2 separate regions of the Mus musculus genome follow, and region 1 is linked to region 2. Evidence: chromatin contacts called from public promoter capture Hi-C data. All regions are on one chromosome and are shown on one strand. The core of a region is the stretch at or near the end of the contact, and the rest is flanking DNA. Distances in the headings are between cores, read along the strand shown. Region 1 has its middle 53 kb from the start of Aptx. Region 2 holds the start of Tmem215 (transmembrane protein 215).

Region 1 (4,986 bases), core at 123-2,622, 180 kb after region 2:
CTGGGCTCTAGTATTGCATAAACCAGGAGGTGCATGCCTATAGTCCTAGCACTCACAAGCTGGAGGCAGGAGGGTCATCAGTTCAAGGTTATCTCCTGCTACATCGTGAGTTCAAGGCCCAGATGGTGACATGAGACCTGTGTCAAAACCATAACAAAAATAATGGTCATACATGTAAACGAGATTCTGAATGGTTCAGGGATTTGACATGTTCCAGGTTCATTTCTTTAAGATATAATAATAATAATAATAATAATAATAATAATAATGTGAGAGAGAGAGAATACAAAAGTAGGCCATGCTATAGAAGATCAATTTAAAATCATCTGAGACTACAGAAAAGGTGTTTTTTTTACCCTGAGGATCTCTTCAAATTGCATAATGTATATTTCTGCCATAACCTTACTTAAATAAGAAATAATAATGCATTATGCAAATATTAACATATAAACACATATGTATTACTGAAATATATATATGTGTGAGAAATTTTTAAATTATGGGAACAAGAATTTATACTTCAGATGGTATCTACGGTTTGAAAACACAGAGAGCAGACGCCCCATTGTGGTCCGCTGTATGGAAAGGCCCTAGTCTTTGCTGTAACAAAGCACCAGAGACTACTTAGCTCAGAGAGCTGCTAGGAAGTCCATGATGGGGGTGATGGAAGATTTGGTTCTTGCTAACCGTGCTCATCCTCACTCAAAGAGAGATAGCTGCCATCTAACAGTGAGTTCATGTGCATCTTCCTTGGAGAGAAAAATCCCTGCCCTCTTGTATGTGTGCATCTGCATGCTGCATGCATGTGTGCATGTTAGGGGGAGACTGAACTCAGGGCCTTCCTTGTGCATGCTAAGCAAGCACGGTACTTACCACTGAGCTATGTTCCATTTCTCTCTTACTTTTCTTACAGCAAAGCATGATCTCATCATGTGGAGTCCATATCACATCATCTACACCTAATTGTTTCCAAGGTCACCAGACCCAACACCATTACACTGGGAAACAGGCTCAAAACATGACTTTGGAGATGGGGCACACACATTCAGCCATGATAACCTTTCTCTCACCAAACAGGCAGCCAGCAGCGGGTGGGGCACCCAGTGAGGACTGCTGGCCACACCCACCATTTCCAGCAGCATCCATGTATCCCAGTCCTGCTGCATGGAGTAGCCTAGGGGCAAGGAACTCCTGAAGGGCAACTCCCTAGTAGCTTGGGTCCTGCTGTTAAAGTCTGGCACCCAGGGACACCGCCATACTGGCTTCAAACACCTCTGAATGTGTCCAGTCCACCGTGAGTCACCTATCTCTGCAATATTTCAGGCACAGGGAGTGACTCAGAGAGAATGGAGGACAGTTCCCCTGCAAGACAGGAAGAGGAACTGGCCAGCAGTGAGGCAGGAGTGTTGGCAGGCTGTCCCAAGTGTGCCTTATGTCCCTTTACGGAGAAAGGAGGCCAGGCAGCCACCCACACAGTTGACACTCATCTGTGAGTGGGCTCGTCTGCCTTCAGGCTGAGCTTGGGAGGGAAGCGCAGGAGAAGGAGACTAGAGAGAGGGGGTTCTTCTGGGGTGGGTTTCTCAATGGAGCAGAGGTGACAAGGGATGACAAGGGCTGAGAAAGCTGGAGGTGCACATGCATGTGCAGGAGGCAGACACCTTTTTATTATTGGCCGTAGGCATTAACTAAGCTAACAAGGAGTCCACTTTGTACTCTGCCTTAACTTTAGTTTACTTTGTAAAGTGGGGTTACCCATAACCAACCATTTATTCAGAGGGGCAAAGCTGTCAAGAATTATTTTTTAATCTTCTTAATCTACTATTGCAGGATAAGACTGGTTTACTTTTTTTTTTTTTTTTTTTTTTTTTTTTTTTTTGGTTTTTTGAGACAGGGTTTCTCTGTGTAGCTCTGGCTGTCCTGGAACTCACTTTGTAGACCAGGCTGGCCTCTGCCTCCCAAGTGCTGGGATTAAAGGCGTGTGCCACCACACCCTGCCTAAACCTGGTTTACTTTTTATGTCAAGGTTCATTACCATTCACCTTTAAGCAAAGCCTCAGCAGCCTCTGGTGTATTATCTAATATCAGTTTTACTGCATGGGAGGGGGCACTGGTTTGCTGTGGTAGAATGCATGCTTAGTAAGCACAGATGCTGGGCTTAGTCCCCAACACAACGATGACAACAAAAGTCCACTCATTATCCTTCATCACTAAAACAGCTATGAAAATAATAAAATTGTCCTGATTGACTGGGGCAGGGGGGGCAACATGATAAAGAGACTCAATTGAGAAAATAAGACTGGCCCGTGGGATGCCTAAGAGGAGGTGGCGGTGGTGGTGGCAGAGGGGCAGCAGGGCAGCAGCAGCAGCTTCTCCCCCTCCCCATACCTTGTCACCCTACCCTTCCCTCCTCCCCTTTCCCCCCACCCCTCCCCCTCCTCCTCCTCTCTTCTTTTTCTTCTTCTTCTTCTTCTTCTTCTTCTTCTTCTTCTTCTTCTTCTTCTTCTTCTTCTTCTTCTTCTTTTTTTTTTGGTTTTTCGAGACAGGGTTTCTCTGTATAACCTTGCCTGTCCTGGAACTCACTCTATAGACCAGGCTAGCCTCGAACTCAGAAATCCACCTGCCTCTGCCTCCCAAATACTGGAATTAAAGGTGTGTGCCACCACGTCTGGCTTTTTTTTCTTCTTAATGAATGATGTGGAGGACCCAGCCCACTGTAGGTGGTGACCTCTAGGTAGATAGTCCTAAGGTGTATAAGAAAACAAACGGAGGCAAATATGAGCCCCAGTCATCAGCAGCTCCATTGGGAGAGCTCCATGCCATGCAAGGCATCTGTCCCACTAACACAAGGCAGACAGAGTACAGCAGCCAGTGGATACATGTGACAGAAAGTGCTGTGTCAATAGTGCAGCTAGAGTGATACCACCAGAGAGGAACAGACACACCAGCCAGCTAGAAGCACTAGGGAAGACTAAGATGATCATGGAAATAGCTGAGACTGAAGTCAGAGGTGGAGCTGATGACCAGAGTTTCATCCTTTCTGGAATCCTAGAAGCAGAGGTGGGCAGGTTGAGGAACCACCAAGCCCAATCTCTTCCCTTTGTAGGTCTTAGGCAGGGAGCATGTGGCTGCCCAGGAAACGGCCTGTTAATTCTACCCCAGGATAAGGAGAAGGTTTCCTCTGAAGACTCAAGAAGGCCTTACAGATGCCCTGCTGTGACATCACATTAGCAGCCATACATTGAGAAATGGAAGCTTCCTGTCTACATCCTCAAGAGTGTGTCACTTGGGGTGCCTTCTTGTCTGTGGCTAGCCTTTAGATGCCGGTAGCCCTGGCAACATCTTGACTGTAACCTCAAGAGAGGACTTGAGCCAGAACTACTCAGCCAATTTCCTCACCCAGCCTTATGACTTCTACAAACCATGAGATTGTGAATTTCTCCATGTCAAACCCAGTGACTTTGGGACAGCTTGTTATGAAAGACCCCCGAAGGGAGACCCTCACTCAAGCACTCAAACCCCGGGACAGCCGCGGACCCAAGAAGACACTGAGACCGTACTCAAAATATAGAAGGCAAGATTTAATAGAACAACAGCAAGAAAGCACATAGAACATAGACCAGAGCTCTGGGGTCGAAACTCATGCACCTAATGGTGTAGAGGAGAATCGACGACCAGCCAAAATTTTTCACAGGCTTATATAGTAAAACTCAAGGGGGAAGAGCTGGGCAGGGAAAGTACAAGTTTACATTACTAGGGGGTTCTGCCAAGGGAATCTACGTAACTAAGGGGTCATGTCCTATCATTTGGCAATGTACCCGGTTCATTTTGAGGTTGTTCCAGGAGGCCCTTATCTCAAAAATGTTCTTGGAACAGTTTTTAGTTGGGAGGGTTCGAACTCTAGGGTGAGGAGTTCAGGAATGCATTCTGGGGTGAAGAGTTCAGGAGTGTTCCGGGAACAATCTCTAGATGGGAGGGGTCGGGCTCTGGGGTGAAGAAGAGTTCAGCAAAAATTTTTATTCTTCATTCCCCACTTCTTCTAGGAGATAGCTCTAATCTTAGAGCGAGTTTTCAACCTCCTGAAGGACCCGATATTGTTGCCTTAGTACCATAACTTGGACTGCGTTTATCCTTTCTCTAATAAAAGCTACTAACTTATTAAGGATGCATGGGCCAAAAGTAAGCAAAAGCATAAGTGTAATTAAAGGTCCTGCTATAGTGGAGAGGAGAGTGGTGAGCCAAGGGGACTTATTAAACCAGCTTTCAAACCATCCTTGTTGGCTTTCTCTTTCTCTTTTACGTATATCTAGGCGTTCTCTAAGCTTAGCCATAGAATCTTTGATTACTCCTGAATGGTCAACATAAAAACAACATTCTTCTTTTAAGGCAGCACAGAGTCCTCCTTCTTTAAGGAATAATAAGTCTAATCCCCTTCTATTTTGCAGCACCACTTCGGACAGGGAAGTTAAAGATTCTTCTAATTTGGTTATAGACTGTTCTATAGTTCTAAGATCAATATCCATAGCTGCACGTAGTTCTTCATAGTATTGGGGGGTCTTAATTAAGGCAGCGGTTCCTGTACCTACTCCAGCTGCTACTCCCAATCCTAATAGAACTGCCAAAGTTAAGGTAACGGGTTCTCTTTTCCAGCGGACCCGATGTTCAAATTTATCTAAAAAAGAGCTATCATCATGATACAAGAGTCTGGGAATAAGCTGAACCAAAATGCAGAAATCTTTGGAACTATTAAAAACAGACATAGACACACAAGGAGTGAGACCGGTATTGCAAGCCCACACTGTGTCTAGGGGAGGTACCAAATACTGACCACTTTTGCTAGACTGGATGTTCTGGGTCTGATTACAGAGGTGCCCTTTATCCTGAAGTACCCGGCCCAGACAAAGCCCTCTTCCTGAAACTGCTGCTAGAGTCAACTTTCTGTTTTCTCCCCAAAGGCATTGAGAATGATCTGAAGTAGTATTATAAGTC
Region 2 (4,864 bases), core at 1,605-4,104:
GCCTTGAACACATTGGTACAGGAGACAACTTCCTGAGCAGAACACCAATAACACAGGCACTAAGATCAACAATTTATAAAAGAGACCTCAGGAAACGGAAAATCTTCTGTGAGGCAAATAACACCATTTATAGGACAAAATGGCAGCCTAAAGAATGGGAAAAGATCTTCACCAACTCCACATCTGACAGAGGGCTAATATCCAAAATATATAAAGAACTCAAGAAACTAGACATTAATAGAGTAAATAATCCAATTATAAAACAGAGTACAGAGACTTCTCAACAGAGGAATCACTAATGGCTGAGAAGCACTTAAAAAATGTTCAACATTTTTAGCCATCGGGAAATGCAAACCAAAACAACTTTGAGATTCCATGTTATACCTTCAGAATAGCTAAGATCAAGATCACAAGTGACAGCTCCTGCTGGAAGGATATGGAGCAAGGGGACACTCCTTCATTGCTAGTGAGGGTGCAGTTTCTCATAAAATTGAGAACTGATCTACCTCAAGACCCAGCCATACCTCTCCTGGACCTATACCCGAAGGACACTCCATCCTACCACAAAGACATTTGATCAACTATGTTCATAGCAGCTTTATTCATAAGAGCCATAAACTGGAAACAATCCAGATGTCCCTCAACCAAAGAATGGATAGAAGAAGAAAAAAAATAATGTGATTCATTCACACAATGGAGTATTGCTCAGCTGTTTTTTTTTTTTAATGACTTCATGAAATTTGCTGGCAAATGGATGGAACTCAAAAGCATCATCCTGTGTGATGTCACCCAGACCCAGAAAGACAAACATGGTGTGTGCTCACTTATAAGTGACTATTAGCTGTAAAGTAAAGGATAAACATGCTACAATCCACAGACCCAGAAAAGCTAAGTAATAAAGGGAGCTTAAGTGGGGAATCTTCATGGGAAGAGGAAACATAGATTTCAAGGGTGGAATGGGGTGGGGTGGGGATGGAAACAGGAAGGATCAGGTGTGGGGAGTGGAGAGAGAGAAAACTGCAAGAGAGGGATAGAATTGGGAAGCATTTCAGAGCGACGTAGAAACCCAGTGCAATGGAAACCCCATGGAACCTATGAGGGTGACAGAGAGAAGACGCCTAATAATGGGGAGGCAGAGCCTGAACCGGCTATCCTCTATAACCAGGGAAGACCTCAAGTGGAACACTCCCTCATTGCTAGTAGGAGTGCTGACTTGTATAGCCACCTAGCCACCAACCCTCCCACCTACAGTTTTTCATGCCTGCAGGATGTGCTGGGACTGAAACCTAACATAATGGTCATCAGAGAGACTTCATCCAGCAACTGATGGGAGCAGATGCAGAGACCCACAGTCAAATGGTAGGCAGAGATCGGGGAATCCTGTGGAAGAGAGGGAGGAAGGACTGGAGGAGCCAGAGGGATCAAGGACATCATAAGAACATGCCCCACAGAACCAATGAACAGGGACTCAAATGGGCTCGGAGAGATCAGGAAGCCTGCATGGGTCTGACCCAGATCCTCTGTGTATATGATATGGTTGTGTAGCTTGCTTTTCTCCCGCTCTTCCTAACAATGGGAGTGGGGGAACTATCTTTGATTCTTTTGCCTGCGTTTGGGTCTGTTTTCCTCCTACTAGGTAGCCTCCACCAGCATTGATGTGAGAGTATGTGTCTACTATTACTGTGGCTTGTTATACTATATTTGGTTTATGTCCCTGGGAGGCCTACTCTTTTCTGAGGGGAGATGGGGGAGGGGTAGATCTGAGGGAGGTAGAGATTGTAGGCAGGGGAGGGAGGGAAACTGCAGTCAGTATATGAGAGAAGAATACACACAAAAAAAGAAAAAGAAAAAAAACGTCTTCAGAGTAAAGAAAAAAAAAGCTTCTTTAGAGTCCCAGCTATGCTGTTGGTGTATGGGATAAATAGGACTTACTGAAAAAGAGAAGCATGGAGAACAGGTAAGTTCAGCCTGGGACATTTGAGCATGAGGTGTCTGTAGATGATCCAAACGGCAATATCAAACACACAGCTGAACACTATAGCCTTGGAGCTGAGGGGACAGGGCAAGTGAAAAAGGCTTAGAAGCTTCCCAGCTTCCCAGGCTATTTGAAACTACCATGGAAGAAGGGTAAGACAGTGGGTATTATTAGTAAAGGATGAGAAAGGGGTTTTCCGGGAGAGAAATGTGTTCAGTAATTGGAGCTGGTTGCTTCCCTTTTCCTTAACAAAACCAACTTCCAGAGCAGCAGTGAGTCTGGGAAACAGACTGACAGACCAGTTCCAGGCTCCTCTGTAGTCCAGATACATCTGTCAAACAAAGCAGATGTCTATGAGAGTGAAGATGCTATTAAAAACAAACAAACAAACAAACAAACTACCCCTTTCCTGATCGAAATGGCCACGCACCTGACACCTCACTTTAGCTGTCTGCCTTTTCCCCTTTCTTCATTCTTATGTGCCCAGAAGTGCGGCCAGCTATGTGATAAGTATGAATATAAAAGGCAAACATGATAAACAAAAGAATAAAAAGGAGAAGAAGCCTGCCCTCTGATAACCCTGGGTGAAGTGAGAAACCAGGGAGACCACCTCTCTGCCTCAAGCCAGGGTGGTCGGACCCATCCTTAACCGTCCTTCAGACTCACTTTCTTCCAAACACCTCTCTCAGCCTGGCACTCTTGGGGCCATGTCCTGTCTTGCTTTGCTTCATGAACAAGTCTCCAGGCACAGATTCACACCCTCTAATCTGCTGGCACCATCTGTCAAAAAACGTGAACACTTAATCTCCGCCTAAAACCCTCCTAGTGTTCTTCGCTGTTCAGTGGATAAAGCCAAAGTCCTCGTCTACACGGACAGACAGGTCTCCATTGACTTGGATCCTGCCTTACGTGCTGAGAGCACTATAAGCACACGATATGAGCAGAAAAGAGTACGTGTACCTTTCTGTGCATTTTGAACAGGAACCACGCACCAAAGCCTTGTGCTAGGAATTTACGCTTCTGTAGTCGTCATAGCATTTGCTCAGACATCTGTTGTTAATAGTCTCCTGATGACTGATTCTGGTACACAGGGCCAGCCTAGGTGGAGAAGGTCTGGTTGTCAACATTCTTTCCACCAAGTCAAGACTTGGCATGAAAGAACGTAATTTTTTGCCTTCCTAATTCCTTTCCTCTACCTTAAACAGACCAGGTGAAGGATCGCAACCACATCTAATCTTCCCTAGAGACAAGAGAACCCTATATTCCGCGGGCAGACACTGGACTGAGACTAGCAAGACAGAAGAGTCTTGTCTCTTGTCACCGGTTGGGCCTGACCCTCCAAACCAAAGTCTGTCCTGTGGGCTCCCTGAATGAAGATCAGAACCAGAAGCCCTTCCTCCTGGCTCCAGTGTGGTTGGAACCACGTCTGTGGGATTGAGTTTCCAAGGATACTTTCTGCCAAGTGCAAAGATGGGAGTCCAGCGGAGGAGACTCTGGTGACTTCTAAGCACAGGCAGGACCCGGAGGCCTGACCTTCGTGCTCCTACCGCCTGGGTGCTCTCCCGGGACGCTCAGGTCAGGCAGAAGCAGCCTGCGACCCAGCTTCTTCGAGGGTATCTTGCGCCTGGTGGAGCTGCCTGGGAGAGGCAGAGGCAGAGACAGTCCTGGGGAACCTGGTTGCTGTCGGGGCAGGGGCATTTGCTCAGGAAATGTGGAACTGGCCAAGAGAGTCAGTCTCCAACATCCTCTCACGTTGTCGCCAGAGCCCTTAGATCCTGAATTTGGAACCCAGACTAGGACGGTGCACCAGCTGCCCCGTGGGCAAGGAGCTCTGGGCTCCGGTTTATGGCAGCCGCACGGACACCGGTCCAAGCCACCCGCCTGCTGCACCGCGACGAGAGCCCCCCAGCAGCCCGCTTCCCGCGGCCGCTGGGCTCTGACCCCCTCGCGCCCCCGCGCGTCCATCTCTGTTCCCAGCGCGGTGCAAGTGATGTAAGGCGGCCAGGCTCGCGCGCTTTCCTCCTGCCCGGACGGAGTCCTCCCTCCCCGCCGGCAGCGCCGCGCGCCCACTCCGATCCGCTGCGCCCAGGCTCCGCTTCTAGAGCTCTGGCTACCTACTCGCAGCGGCTGGGAAAGACCCTCCTCCTCTAACCCATCTCCCTCCTCCCCTCCTCGTCCCCCCCCCCCTCCTGTGCAGTGTCGGTGGGGAAAAACCAGGCTTGGCTCTCGGAATCCAAGAAGAGAACAGAGGGACAGCCCATACAAAGCTTTCTGGAGACACTGAGAGGTGGCAGGAGCCTTCAGGTAACTCGGTGACCATACTTCTTTGACACATGTTGGTATGAGATAGAACGGGTTGCAATAGTGATGGGGGAGGGAGGGGAGGAAAGAGGAAGAGAGAGAGAGAGAGAAAGAGAGAGAGAGAGAGAGAGAGAGAGAGAGAGAGAGAGAGAGAGAGAGAGAGAGAGAGAGAGAGAGAAGTCAGAGATAGCAAGAAAGAGTTAGTGGGTAGGAAGTTGGATTGGATTCTTTTTAACCCCTGTGGTTTCACCTCCCACAGAAAAAAAAGCAAAAGGGTACTACTCCCTGGCTACCAGGCAGCCCCAAGCTGGATGGAGTGAAAGATGCGGCCTGATGACATAAATCCGAGGACTGGGCTGGTGGTGGCCCTGGTCAGTGTTTTCCTGGTCTTTGGTTTCATGTTCACTGTCTCTGGCATGAAGGGGGAAACTCTGGGGAACATCCCTCTGTTGGCCATCGGGCCAGCCATCTGCCTACCAGGCATCGCCGCCATTGCTCTGGCCAGGAAAACCGAAGGCTGCACCAAGTGGCCAGAGAATGAGCTACTCTGGGTCCGCAAGTTACCCTGCTTCCGGAAGCCCAAGGACA

Evidence for each region. Promoter capture Hi-C pulls out the DNA fragments that hold promoters and counts their contacts.
Region 1: a contact with region 2 is called in a promoter capture Hi-C map of trophoblast stem cells, with 2.7 times the contacts expected there. The contact joins the enhancer-like site here to the promoter of Tmem215 in region 2. A contact is called at or near these places in 1 of 39 promoter capture datasets (trophoblast stem cells), 1 of 484 Hi-C or Micro-C datasets (cerebral cortex), 2 of 115 datasets of contacts at active chromatin or transcription factors (embryonic stem cells and stem cell-derived neural progenitor cells) and 2 of 9 other capture datasets (liver and pancreatic islet).

What each region holds. Positions count from the first base shown.
Region 1 is chr4:40,647,974-40,652,959 of GRCm38.p6, forward strand. No RefSeq gene overlaps it. Among named protein-coding and RNA genes, the nearest start is that of Aptx, 53 kb to the right of the region's middle. Within about 2 kb of position 1,373, at least 18 of the 459 cell types and tissues checked have an H3K27ac peak or open chromatin away from gene starts, as enhancers often do. A contact at or near this core is called in trophoblast stem cells, where this site is marked.
Region 2 is chr4:40,469,326-40,474,189 of GRCm38.p6, forward strand. It overlaps Tmem215 (transmembrane protein 215), which reads left to right and starts at 2,855. Exons shown (of 2, transcript NM_177175.4): 1 at 2,855-4,279; 2 at 4,536-4,864. The coding sequence starts at 4,600.